Linked DNA regions of Capra hircus: region 2 is linked to region 1. The links are chromatin contacts, called in public Hi-C maps. All regions are on one chromosome and are shown on one strand. Each heading gives the region's core, a stretch centred on a gene start, on an enhancer-like site or on the middle of the called end of the contact. The rest is flanking DNA. Distances are from core to core; before and after follow the strand shown.

Evidence for each region. Hi-C and Micro-C count contacts between places; a contact is called where the count stands out from the background.
Region 2: a contact with region 1 is called in a Hi-C map of blood, with 6 times the contacts expected there. The contact joins the promoter of SOX4 here to the enhancer-like site in region 1. A contact is called at or near these places in 2 of 5 Hi-C or Micro-C datasets (blood and liver).

The regions. Positions count from the first base shown.
Region 1 is chr23:12,942,939-12,948,772 of ARS1.2, forward strand. The region is part of intron 4 of CDKAL1 (threonylcarbamoyladenosine tRNA methylthiotransferase); the gene reads left to right. Among named protein-coding and RNA genes, the nearest start is that of CDKAL1, 28 kb to the left of the region's middle. Within about 2 kb of position 2,258, at least 1 of the 5 cell types and tissues checked has an H3K27ac peak or open chromatin away from gene starts, as enhancers often do.
Region 2 is chr23:13,834,456-13,840,289 of ARS1.2, forward strand. It overlaps SOX4 (transcription factor SOX-4), which reads left to right and starts at 3,740. Exons shown (of 2, transcript XM_018039041.1): 1 at 3,740-5,834. The coding sequence starts at 4,774.

The sequences.
Region 1 (5,834 bases), core at 1,008-3,507:
GAGATTGGAGATCTTGCTTCTAAGATGACATGGATTATCAGGGAACTTATTTATCTTTTCTTTGGCTTTCCCCCCTTGTTTTTTTTAAAAAATGTTTTACTTTGGGCTGTGTTTTTGATGTTCAGTTGCTCAGTAGTATCTGACTCTGCAACCCCAGGGACTGCAGCTTGCCAGGCTTTCCTGTCCTTTACTAAGCTCCTGGAGTTTGTTCAAACTCATGTCCATTGAATTGTTGATGCCATCCAACCACCTCATCCTTTGTCATCCCCTTCTCCTCCTGCATCAGGATGCAGCATCAGGGTGTTTCCCAGCATCAGGGTGTTTTCCAGTGAATCTGCTCATCACATCAGGTGGCCAAAGAATTAGAGTTTCAAGCTTCAGCATCAGTCCTTCCAATGAATATTCAGGGCTGATTTCCTTTAGGATTGACTGGTTTGATTTCCTTGCTGTCATTGGACTGTAGTTGATAGTGTATACATACATAGGCCTCCCAGATGGTGCTGCTGCTAAGTCGCTTCAGTCATGTCCGACTCTGTGTGACCCCATAGACGGCAGGCAACCAGGCTCCCCCGTCCCTGGGATTCTCCAGGCAAGAACACTGGAGAGGCTTGCCATTGCCTTCTAGTGGTAAAGAACTCTCTTGCCAGTGCAGGAGATGTAAGAGACGCGTCTTCGATCATTGGGTTCGATCAGGAAGATCCCCTGGAGGAGGATGGCATGGCATGGCAACCCACTCCAGTGTTCTTGCCTGGAGAATTCTGCGGACAGCGGAGCCTGGTGGGCTACAGTCCACAGGCTTGCAAAGAGTTGGACACGACTGAAGCAACTGAATACATGCACACAGTGTTAGTTTCATTACACATGTATGTGTATCTTTTTTTTGACTTTTTAATTCTCATTTGTGAAATAACACATTTTGACACAGAAATGTGAGGGGCGAGTGGACAGATCATGTTTTCTCACTTACTTTGTCTCACTTTGAAAGAGGTAAAGCTCCAGATTAAGTACCAGGTGTGAAATCCTAATTCCATTCTTCCTTATCCCATCTCCCTCACCACACCTCCCAAATCAGGCTTTTTCCTTAACACGTTATTACCACCAAGATCATCTTTATCTCTGCTTATAGCACTCATTAGACTCTAGAGTTTTTGTTTACATATCTTTCTCTTATAAAACTGAACTTGAGTACAGAGATAGCCCTTGTTTCTTGTATTCTTGGTTCATTTCGGTTCAGTCGCTCAGTCGTGTCCGACTCTTTGTGACCCCATGAATCGCAGCACGCTAGGCCTCCCTGTCAATCACCGTCTCCTGCAGTTCACTCGAACTCACGTCCATCGAGTCGGTGATGCCATCCAGCCATCTCTTCCTCTGTCATCCCCTCTTCCTCCTTTCCCCAATCCCTCCCAGCATCAGTATCTTTTCCAATGAGTCAACTCTTCGCATGAGGTAGCCAAAGTACTGGAGTTTCAGCTTTAGCATCATTCCTTCCAAAGAAATCCCGGCTGATCTCCTTCAGAATGGACTGGTTGGATCTCTTTGCAGTCCAGGGGACTCTCAGGAGTCTTTTCCAACACCACAGTTCAAAAGCATCAATTCTTTGACACTTATCTTTCTTCACAGTCCAACTCTCACATCCATACATGACCACAGGAAAAACCATAGCCTTGACTAGACGGACCTTTGTTGGCAAAGTAATGTCTCTGCTTTTGAATATGCTATCTAGATTGGTCATAACTTTTCTTCCAAGGAGTATTCTTGGTACTCTTTATCATATTTGGTCTATAATAAACACTCAGTTCATGTTTGTTGAATGAATTTATATCAATATTCATGTCATTCATGAGAAATGGGTCAAATTTACCGAGTGATACCATGTAAGTACAGAGGTGGTTTCTCATTTTCGTTGCCCTTTCTTTTACCATTAGGTGTAAACCACCGATGGTTTCTTAACCACCTGAAAGAATTATATTTAGCATTTTTTTTAGGTCAAGTAGTCTTAAGTTTTTGAGACCATTTAATGAGCCTGACCATAGTAAGGGGCCTTCTTGGTGCATTACAAATGCTGTGATTCATGGGCGCCTTAAGCATAGATTTCCTGCCTGAAATGACTGAACAGAATAGACACATTGTTCTTTGTTAGTTTCCTCAATTGGTTCTTTTAATTTTCCTGTTCCTACTGGTGATACCTTAAGGCATCTGGCCAGTGCTGAGTATTTCTTCCTGACTCATCATTTCTTCTGCCACCTGCCAAAGACATGCTTTTACTTTGGTCAAGAACATCTGGGGCGAGTTAGATTTCATTATGGTGTAGGTTATGGAGCACCTGAGAAATCTAAGCATGTTGTGCTAATTAGCATTGACTAGCAGCCACTAGAATGCTTAATTCTGGTGGTTTGCTTTTTAAACCTAAAGGTGTTATAGAGGATGGAAAAATGCTTTATCGGAGTATGAAACTAGCTACTAAGTTTGAATACTTTCCCCCACTGCCAGTATGGTTTTTACATTGTGTGACGTTCCTATAGATATACTTACTTTTTTAATAATCCTTCAGGATCGTTAGAATTTGTTTCCTCAGGTATATTTAAATCACCCCTTTTAAAGATAATTTAGAAAAGAGGACACTGAGGGTTAGTGATTAAAAAGGAAGAAAAATGGCTCCTAGATCGTTTGTAGAGACTTAACGTTTCAGTTAAGAGAAGAGAAGTATCTGGAAAAGAGAGATACTCTGGGGCCCTAGTGCTTATCATCTTTTATCTGAGAGATGGGAGGAAGCTGAGATATGTGCTGGAGGGTCCCTGGGACCTCTTGCGACCCCTCCCTGCAAATGGGAATCTGTTGGAATTCCCAGAAAGAATCTATTGGACTTGTAAATGTTTGGATACATCTTGAGTATGCATTTTATCTGCTGCAAGTCAAAAGAAGTTTACTCATATTTGAATTAAACTATAGAAAGGAAATCCTGAATTTTCTCGGAAGCAGGGGAGGTTAGAGAACCTGAAAATGCAGTCTTTGTCATTACGAAGTAAAAGTAAAATGTCACTGTTCTTTTCTTTTAGTGTGGTATCTTCATTAGATTGTAGTAAATTTTACAGATATTGATAGGGGCTTCTGTGGGTTCTTTTTCTACCTTTGGTTTCCCTGTCCTGTCTTCCAGTTAGATCTTAAATTCCTTCCAAATTTATTATTCTCCTGCTATGGGAATCTTTAGAAACATTAGCCCCCTGATTGGGGAGGGTCTACATTGCATCTGTATTTCTTAATTTCTAGAAAGATTTATGTTGAGCTTAAAGAATTAGTATTAAAGGTGGGAGAACAAGAAAAAACGATGTAAAAACAGCATCTAGTGTGTTAAACTCTGCAAGACTGACCAACTTGCCTTGTGATCTTAGCCAAGCCATTTAATCTTTTTGGGTTTCAGTATACTTATATCTAAAATGAGTGAGTTGAACTCCAGTATTCTCTGGTTCTTTATAAATTCATTTATTCATTAAATATTCATCATGTGCCTATGGTGCTGTGTATTTATCAGTGAACAAGGCAGATACAGTCTCTTCCTTGTAAGAAGGCTTCTATTTCTCCTGTCTCTGCTGACCTGTCTTTCTCCCTGTTCTTTGCTTATCTAGTAATTGGGTGGATAATGAAGAAATGAAGCAATGTGAGGTGATTAGTTACGAATTTGGGGATCCTGCTTATTTATGTACAGAATAGATCAGTGTTTTTTTTTGGTGGGGGAACACCTTGTAAAGAACATAGTTTGTGTATATTTAAAAGTTATTAAAATGAAGTGAGTTATCTGCTAGTGGAAATGATGGGATAACTTAGGAGTGAGAGAACTGAAAGACTGCTAGAGAATGATCTTGTTTGAGTTTTGGTGTGCCAGTTATAAATGGAATAGATTTATCCCTGGTGTTGAAAAGTAGTTTAAGAAGTGAGTTTTTTGGTATATTTTCTCATGCCTAAGGTCAGATGTAATTTTTTGGGGTGGCAGAGGGGTGGGCGGATCTCCTTGGTTTGAATCAGCTCTAATATCTTGAGCTCTATGCCTTTAGTTGGAGAACTGAATTTATCTCAGAAAAGGGGAAAACAATTTGAATAGAGTTAATTGAAGTGAATGGAGTAAATTTTTACTTAATTAAGATATACACTGAAGCATCCAAAATGAAGGAAACTCCTATATTTGGCTTCTGCATCTGAAGTGATCCTCTAGTCTGTGTACATTGATTCAAGAGCATTTTACTCTCTTGGAGGCAACCAGGTTAGCTTCATAGAATTTAAAACTCTGGGTTTTCCTGAGATACTGACGAAAGCTGCTAAATTTATTAGTTATTAGGGAGAGAGAGTAAGTTCAATTTTCTCCAGACTTGTGACAATTAGAGGTTGGTTCTAGCATATCTAATGCTTCAGTTTCAAGGCTCCCTCTATTTGAGAGCTGTTTTGGGGAGATAACCCTGTAACACATACATTTTAATGAGTACATTACTGTTACCACCTGCTGAAGTCGACTTGGAGTGACTACTGACCTGAAGTGAATGCCTGTGTTCAATATTAATATGGCATGTCTGGATCCAGACAGCAATCTTTCATTTTGACATGCACATAGTCAAAGTAAATTAATGTTTAAAATGTGAACACTTTAAGTTCAGCCAGTGTGTGCATTCCATAATAATCCTTCAGAAGCAGTTTACATAGAAATGCTGAGTGCTTTCTTATACTTTATTTATCATATGTATGGGTCCACATTGCAGTATTTGTAACAAGATTTATCCAGTGCTATTTTTTGTGACTCGTCTTGAGGTGGCTAAAGAAATTAATTATTTTAGGATTTAGTCTTTGCATGTTTTAAATAAAATTACACTATTTTTAAAAGATATTCCTGGCAAGACAAGTAGTCTAATTTCAGTTATATTATTTTCAGTTTTTTTCTTTTAACTAAACTAGTTACTTCCTTTATTTCTGCTCAAATCATACATTTTTGAAAGTATAGCAATTTCTAACAAACTAGGCCTGGAAATAATGCCTATTTGTGACTATTTATGTAATAAGGATATTGCTGGAGGACTTTTCTCTTCTTCCTTACTTACCATTTTCTAACCTTGCTTATGTTGGTTAAAAGAACATTCATGGCAGATGTAGTAATGGGAAAATTATATTAACATTTAAGTATTAAATTAGCCTGTAGCCAGTCTCCTGCTAACATGATGACATTTAGTGAGTTCAGGATTTTAAGGACCACGTTGTGCAACTCATTGTTACACATTTCCTGTTTGCCTTTTTAAAAAAGCATGTTAGATCTGCCTTTTCAGATGGAAATTTTCCATTGTGGAATACAGTATTCTTATTTCACCTTGCTTGTCACTGTTTGCTGCTTATGTATTAAGAATATGTGTATACATATTTACACACAAGTAACAAACGTGTGTGTGTGTGTATACGTGTGTGAGCATATATACACATTTACTATACATGCATTCTTAATACATAAGTAACAAACACTGACAAGCAAGGTAACACAGAGAAGCGCACGTAGTGACCACAGTGGGAATAGTGTGTGACTGGCGCCGTCTGCAAACAAGAGTTTTCATAACATGTTTACAGTTTAATTTCAAAGAAGAATCTCAAGTTATATTTATTAGCAAACATATTTCAGTTAGCGAGTTTTTCATCCTTTAGAAAGATGGCAGATGGAAGTGAACCTAATATGTGTTTAAAGAAAATACACTGCATTTGTTTTAAATTCTATTTCTTAGAATCAGCCTCATGCTTTTTATTGTGTCTTAGAGTTGTAATAAATGGCATACTTTTGCTGCAAATATCAAAATTAGGTTTCTGCTCTG
Region 2 (5,834 bases), core at 2,490-4,989, 890 kb after region 1:
AATGCAGGATTCTTATCTCTTAATTTTTCCTAAGAGTAAACATAATAATAATAATAAACATGGACTTCATTTTACCTTAGATCCTATTTTAGTATTTTGCAAATAAGGATTACTTCCATACATTGTGTTTCCATACAACCCCCACCCCTTCGGGGAAGTCCAGTTCCAATGCAATTTCATCAGCCCTCCAAAAATGAAGTGCAAGTTATATTTGTCTACTTGACTGAGAAGTAAATCAGCTTCTGATGGAAGGTTATTTTCCATAAAATGTGGAACCAAAAAGCCTGGGGCCTTTCAGTTGGCAAAGGCCAATGACATCAAATTTCTCAGGCTTCTTCCCTGTCTGCTAAAGTAACAAAGACAGGATTTTTCCCCCTCTTTTTTTTCTTTGAACTGAATAGTTGTCAGGTCAGACCAGCTCTTACAATCACAGTTTCTACAACCAAAACAAGGAAAAATCTTGCAAATCAGTGTGAATCCAAGATATTTGTTAAAGTAATTTCCCCTCAGGTTTGTTTTTTTTTCCCCTCCCTCTATGCTATAGGAATATATTAAGCAGTGGGACAGAATGCTATTTCCATCTATATACCCCATACCATTTTATGGATGTAGGATTTTTATGTTGTGCAGGTGTGTGAGAGCAGAAGAAATGAATTAGCAAATATTACATCTCAAATTGAGTTCCATTATTTAATGGAAAATAAATAAAATAAGAGGAAATAATTACCTTAATTCAAAATTTGGAATGTCTATCATCTTTGCTAATAAAGAAATTTCATCTATTATTTTGAAACAGGATTTTTTTTTTGCAAAATTATCTTGGCTTACTGTTAATATGGCTTAGAGAGTAGCATTAAGAATCACTTCATGTACTACAAAGCCAGCAGAGGGAACACTGAGTACTGATTTAGTAGGGGCCACCAAATATCTGGTATTTCGGAAAAAAATGTTAGTAATGGAAAAACTGGTTACAAAGCATGTGAAGTTAGGTAATGAGAACACAGAAATCTTTTCTCATTATTTGCTATTGAGACCTCATACATTTCAGTGTGCACATATCCAGTTGGTGAGAAAGATGTCTTTAATAAAAGGCCACTTGTCACACGTTTTCTTACATTTTAAGAGGGCTACTAACACATAAGCACAAATCTACTTCAGAAGTCTAAGCATTCATATATACTATAATAATCTTTTATGTCAATGGAAATTACTAATACCATATTTCTTCAATTCTAAGAGGAACTTTTTTCTTTTCAGATGTCTTACAACCATGCAGATCTCAGATTCACTGGCAGTTCTCCCTTAATAGCATGTGACCATGGTATGTCTGCAAGACATCAGTTAGATTTGTTGAAATATAGAAAATATACCTAACAATAGAAATAGGCCAGTGGCTATTTTTTAGTACACACACACACAAAAAATCTGCATGCTTTAAACATAAAATCATTCTGACTGCTTTAACTTCCACTTTTCTCTGATCTCATTCAGTGGTAGACTCGCAAATGGCTTTGGAAATATAATTAATGATACTGATTATATTATTCACGCACTTTGACTGAAACATCACAAATTTAGTCACACCCTCAGATTATTAGTTGCTACAAATCTCAAAATAAACATAGTATTTATTCTTTTTTTTATTCTGGTAAAACTATGGATTTTAAAAATAAATAATAGACCTCTTATAGTAATTTTTATGTCAGATTGAGAACATATAGGGCTATGTTATAATATGAATACCAGATAAAATGATGACACACCCAGCTTTGTTAGATGCAAAAGAGGTGCCTGTGGGATTTTTGTTTTCAAGATTTGTTTCCCCTTCTAAAAGAAAAAAATATATAACTTGGGTAGCTACTGGTCAAAAATTATTTGCTTCTACCCACAAAAACATTCTTGTGTGTTGTTGATCCTTAGAGATCCAGTCAGATGTCGCCAAAGGGTGTTCTTTCCAGTAAAATTCTACATCTGACAACCTGGGCCTCTCCCCAGCCTACATACTCTAAAAGTTTGACAAGATAAATAGAAATCTGCTGCCCAGCACTAGTTTGATCAGAACTGAAAGCTTAATTATGTTAGGTTAGCCCTACCTAACCACTTATCACTGGCTTATAGAAAAACGGTTTTATGGTTTTAAGGCCAATCTTTATTATAATTTTAATTTTCATACCTTAGAACAAGAGATGTCTGTGGCCAAATTAACATGTATTTTGACTACGTGGGAACTTTTTTTTGCCACATTCTTCACAATGCTCTTCATGAGGCTTCTTTTCAAATCATCAGGATGACTGGGTTGCCAGTGTGGTCCTTGGACGGTTCACATCCATGATCTGTGATGATTTTTTCACATCAGTGACCTCCCTCGATTTTAGTCTCTTGAACAACATGCTGCTTTTACTAGAGGGAATGTCTCTGGAATCTGAATTATCATGAAGGATAATATAGTATTCACTGAGGGCTTACTATACATCAAGCTCACTAAACTCCCACAAAACACTACATAAAGTAGTTCCTTGTGTTCCCATATCACTGATGAGGAAAACTGAGACTTGGTCACATCCCCAGGGTCACAAGACTAGTAAGAAGGACTAGCAGCCAGGTCTAATATAAATTCAGAAGGTCCATTCTTTTTTGCTACTAGTTATCACTGCCTTCTACAGTGTCTCTTTGCTTTGGCCTTTTAATTCCATTTGATTGAAGTAACGAACATATAGGAGAAAATAAAAAGGAAAGGAGGAGGAAGGTTTGGGGAAGAGAGGATGAAGTGTGAAGCTATCTTTAATTTTGAAAATGTGGAAAACTAATACTTAAAAAGTAAATCTGATTCCCATCCTTTACTCAGCATTATCATCTTACACCAAACTATGGAAATTCTCTTAACTCGGGAACACTGCTTATTGTGTTCCAGTGGAAAGCTCCTCTGTTTGGGCAACCCAGGATTTATGACTGTGTGTGCTGTGCTGTGTGCTCAGTCGTGTCCAGCTCTTTGCAACCCTGTGCATTGTAACCCATGAGGCTCCTCTGTCCATGGGATTTTTCCAGGCAAGAATACTGGAGCGGATTGCCATTTTCTCCTCCAAGGGGATCTTCCTGGCCCAGGGATGGAACCCAGTCTCCCTTGCCTCCTACCTTATCAGGCAAATTCTTTACCACACTGCGCCACCAGGGAAGCCCATCCAGGATTCAAAGGGGAGTTTAAATCATTCAATAACTATAGTTAACCCCTGTTTGGTTAAGAGAGCAAGTAACTATTGCCCGCCCCCCCAAAATCCTCTTTTCTGCCTTCCACAAACAGCACCAAAATAGCTCTGAAGGGATTAGCACAATACATCAACATCTGTGCTGTACCTGGAATTGTTAAAATAATAGTGATGACAGGTGTCTAGGTACCACTTTCTTAATGGTTTTCAATGTCTATTGATTTATTTTCATAGCTTTCCCTCCCTCTTTTACATCCTTGGCTTTATGAAGGAGCCGAGGAACAGATTTTGCAATAAAGGTTGATTCTCTATTCCAATACTGAAAAGAACTAATAAAAATAATCACTTGGCTTTTAAGCAGAAAGCTTCCATTTACAGTATTTCACCCTTCCCCCCCTTCTAAGCCCCTTGTTATCTAACATAATGGTTAGAATACATTTCCGTCTCTCCCCTTAATAATTTCATGCATTAACATCCTCTTCACACACCACACACACACACACACACACACACACACACACGCAAGCACGCACAGCAAAAGGAAAAAAGAGGCAGCAGAAATCTCAGCTGTACTTCTAGCCCTTTTAAAAAGTTTGCTCTGTAAATTGGAATGAGGTCAGATTTGGAGCTTCTCATTGCACGCGGAGATTATTATTGCATCGGGTTCCAAGCCAATGGGAAGCTCGGGGGAGGGGCTTGGCACGAGGAAGCGTTGGTTACAGCGGCTGATTGGCCACGGCCAAGACTGGGAAAGGATAAAGAGGCGCGAGGCGGAATTGGGGTCCGCTCTAAGCTGCAGCAAGAGAAACCGTGTGTGAGAGGAAGAGGCCTGTTTCGCTCCGGGTCTCTAGTTCTTGCACGCTCTTTAAGAGTCTGCACTGGAGGAACTCTGCCATTACCAGCTCCCTTCTTGCAGGAGGGAGGGGGAAACATACATTTATTCATGCCAGTCTGTTGCATGAAGGCTTTCTGGCGTCCTACCTTGCAACAAAATAATTGCACAAACTCCTTAGTGCCGATTCCGCCCACAGAGAGTCCTGGAGCCAGAGCCTTTTCTCCTTTGCATTGTAAGAGAGGGACTAACTGATAGAGACTATGTCGCTTTCCTGAGCTTCTGAGAGCGCTCGCGAACTGGAATCAACTGCTTCAGGGGAAGGAAAAAAAAAAAAAAAGACTTGCCTGGGAGGCGGCGAGAAACTTGCATTGGAAGCTTCAGCAACCAGCATTCGAGAAACTCCTCTCCACTTTAGCACCGTCTCCAGGACGCAGAGCCGAGAGACAGCGCAAACTGCGGCGCGGTGAGAGAGAAGAGCGAGAGAGAGGGAGATTCTCCAGCCTGGGAACTATAACTCCTCTGCAGGAGGCGGAGTGCTCCCGCCCCGCATCTTTTTAGAGACTTTTCTCTCTTCGCCCACCTCCGCCCCGACCAGGAGTTGAGCCGCCCGCTCGACCGCCGCGCACGTACCCCCGCTCGGCGTGCGCTTGGTCCCGGGAGCCAGGAGGGCCCGGCGATCGCGCCGCGGCCGCCGCGAGGGTGTGAGCGCGCGTGGGCGCCCGCCGAGCCGGGGCCATGGTGCAGCAAACCAACAACGCCGAGAACACGGAAGCGCTGCTCGCCGGCGAGAGCTCGGACTCGGGCGCCGGCCTCGAGCTGGGCATCGCCTCCTCCCCCACGCCCGGCTCCACCGCCTCCACGGGCGGCAAGGCCGACGACCCGAGCTGGTGCAAGACGCCGAGTGGGCACATCAAGCGGCCCATGAACGCCTTTATGGTGTGGTCGCAGATCGAGCGGCGCAAGATCATGGAGCAGTCACCCGACATGCACAACGCCGAGATCTCCAAGCGGCTGGGCAAACGCTGGAAGCTGCTCAAAGACAGCGACAAGATCCCTTTCATTCGGGAGGCGGAGCGGCTGCGCCTCAAGCACATGGCTGACTACCCCGACTACAAATACCGGCCCAGGAAGAAGGTGAAGTCCGGCAACGCCAACTCGGGCTCCGCGGCCGCCGCCGCCTCCAAGCCCGGGGAGAAGGGCGACAAGGTCGGTGGCAGCGGCCACGGGGGCGGCGGCGGCGGGGGCAGCCACGCGGGGGGAGGAGGCGGCGGCGGCGCGAGCGGCGGCGGCGCCAACTCCAAACCCGCTCAGAAAAAGAGCTGCGGCTCCAAAGTGGCGGGCGGCGGGGTCGGCAAGCCCCACGCCAAGCTCATCCTGGCGGGCGGCGGCGGGAAGGCGGCGGCGGTGGCCGCCGCCTCCTCCTCCTCCTCCTCCTCGTCGTCGTCCTCCTTCGCCGCCGAGCAGGCGGGGGCCGCCGCCCTGTTGCCCATGGGCGCCGCCGCCGCGGCCGCCGACTACCACTCGCTCTACAAGGCGCGGACTCCTAGCGCCTCGGCCTCGGCCTCCGCGGCGGCCTCGGCCTCGGCCGGCCTGGCGGCCCCGGGCAAACACCTGGCGGAGAAGAAGGTGAAGCGCGTCTACCTGTTCGGCGGCCTGGGCGCGTCGTCCTCGCCCGTCGGCGGCGTGGGCGCGGGCGCCGACCCCAGCGACCCCCTGGGCCTGTACGAGGAAGGGGGCGCCGGTTGCTCGCCCGACGGGCCGAGCCTGAGCGGCCGCAGCAGCGCCGCCTCGTCGCC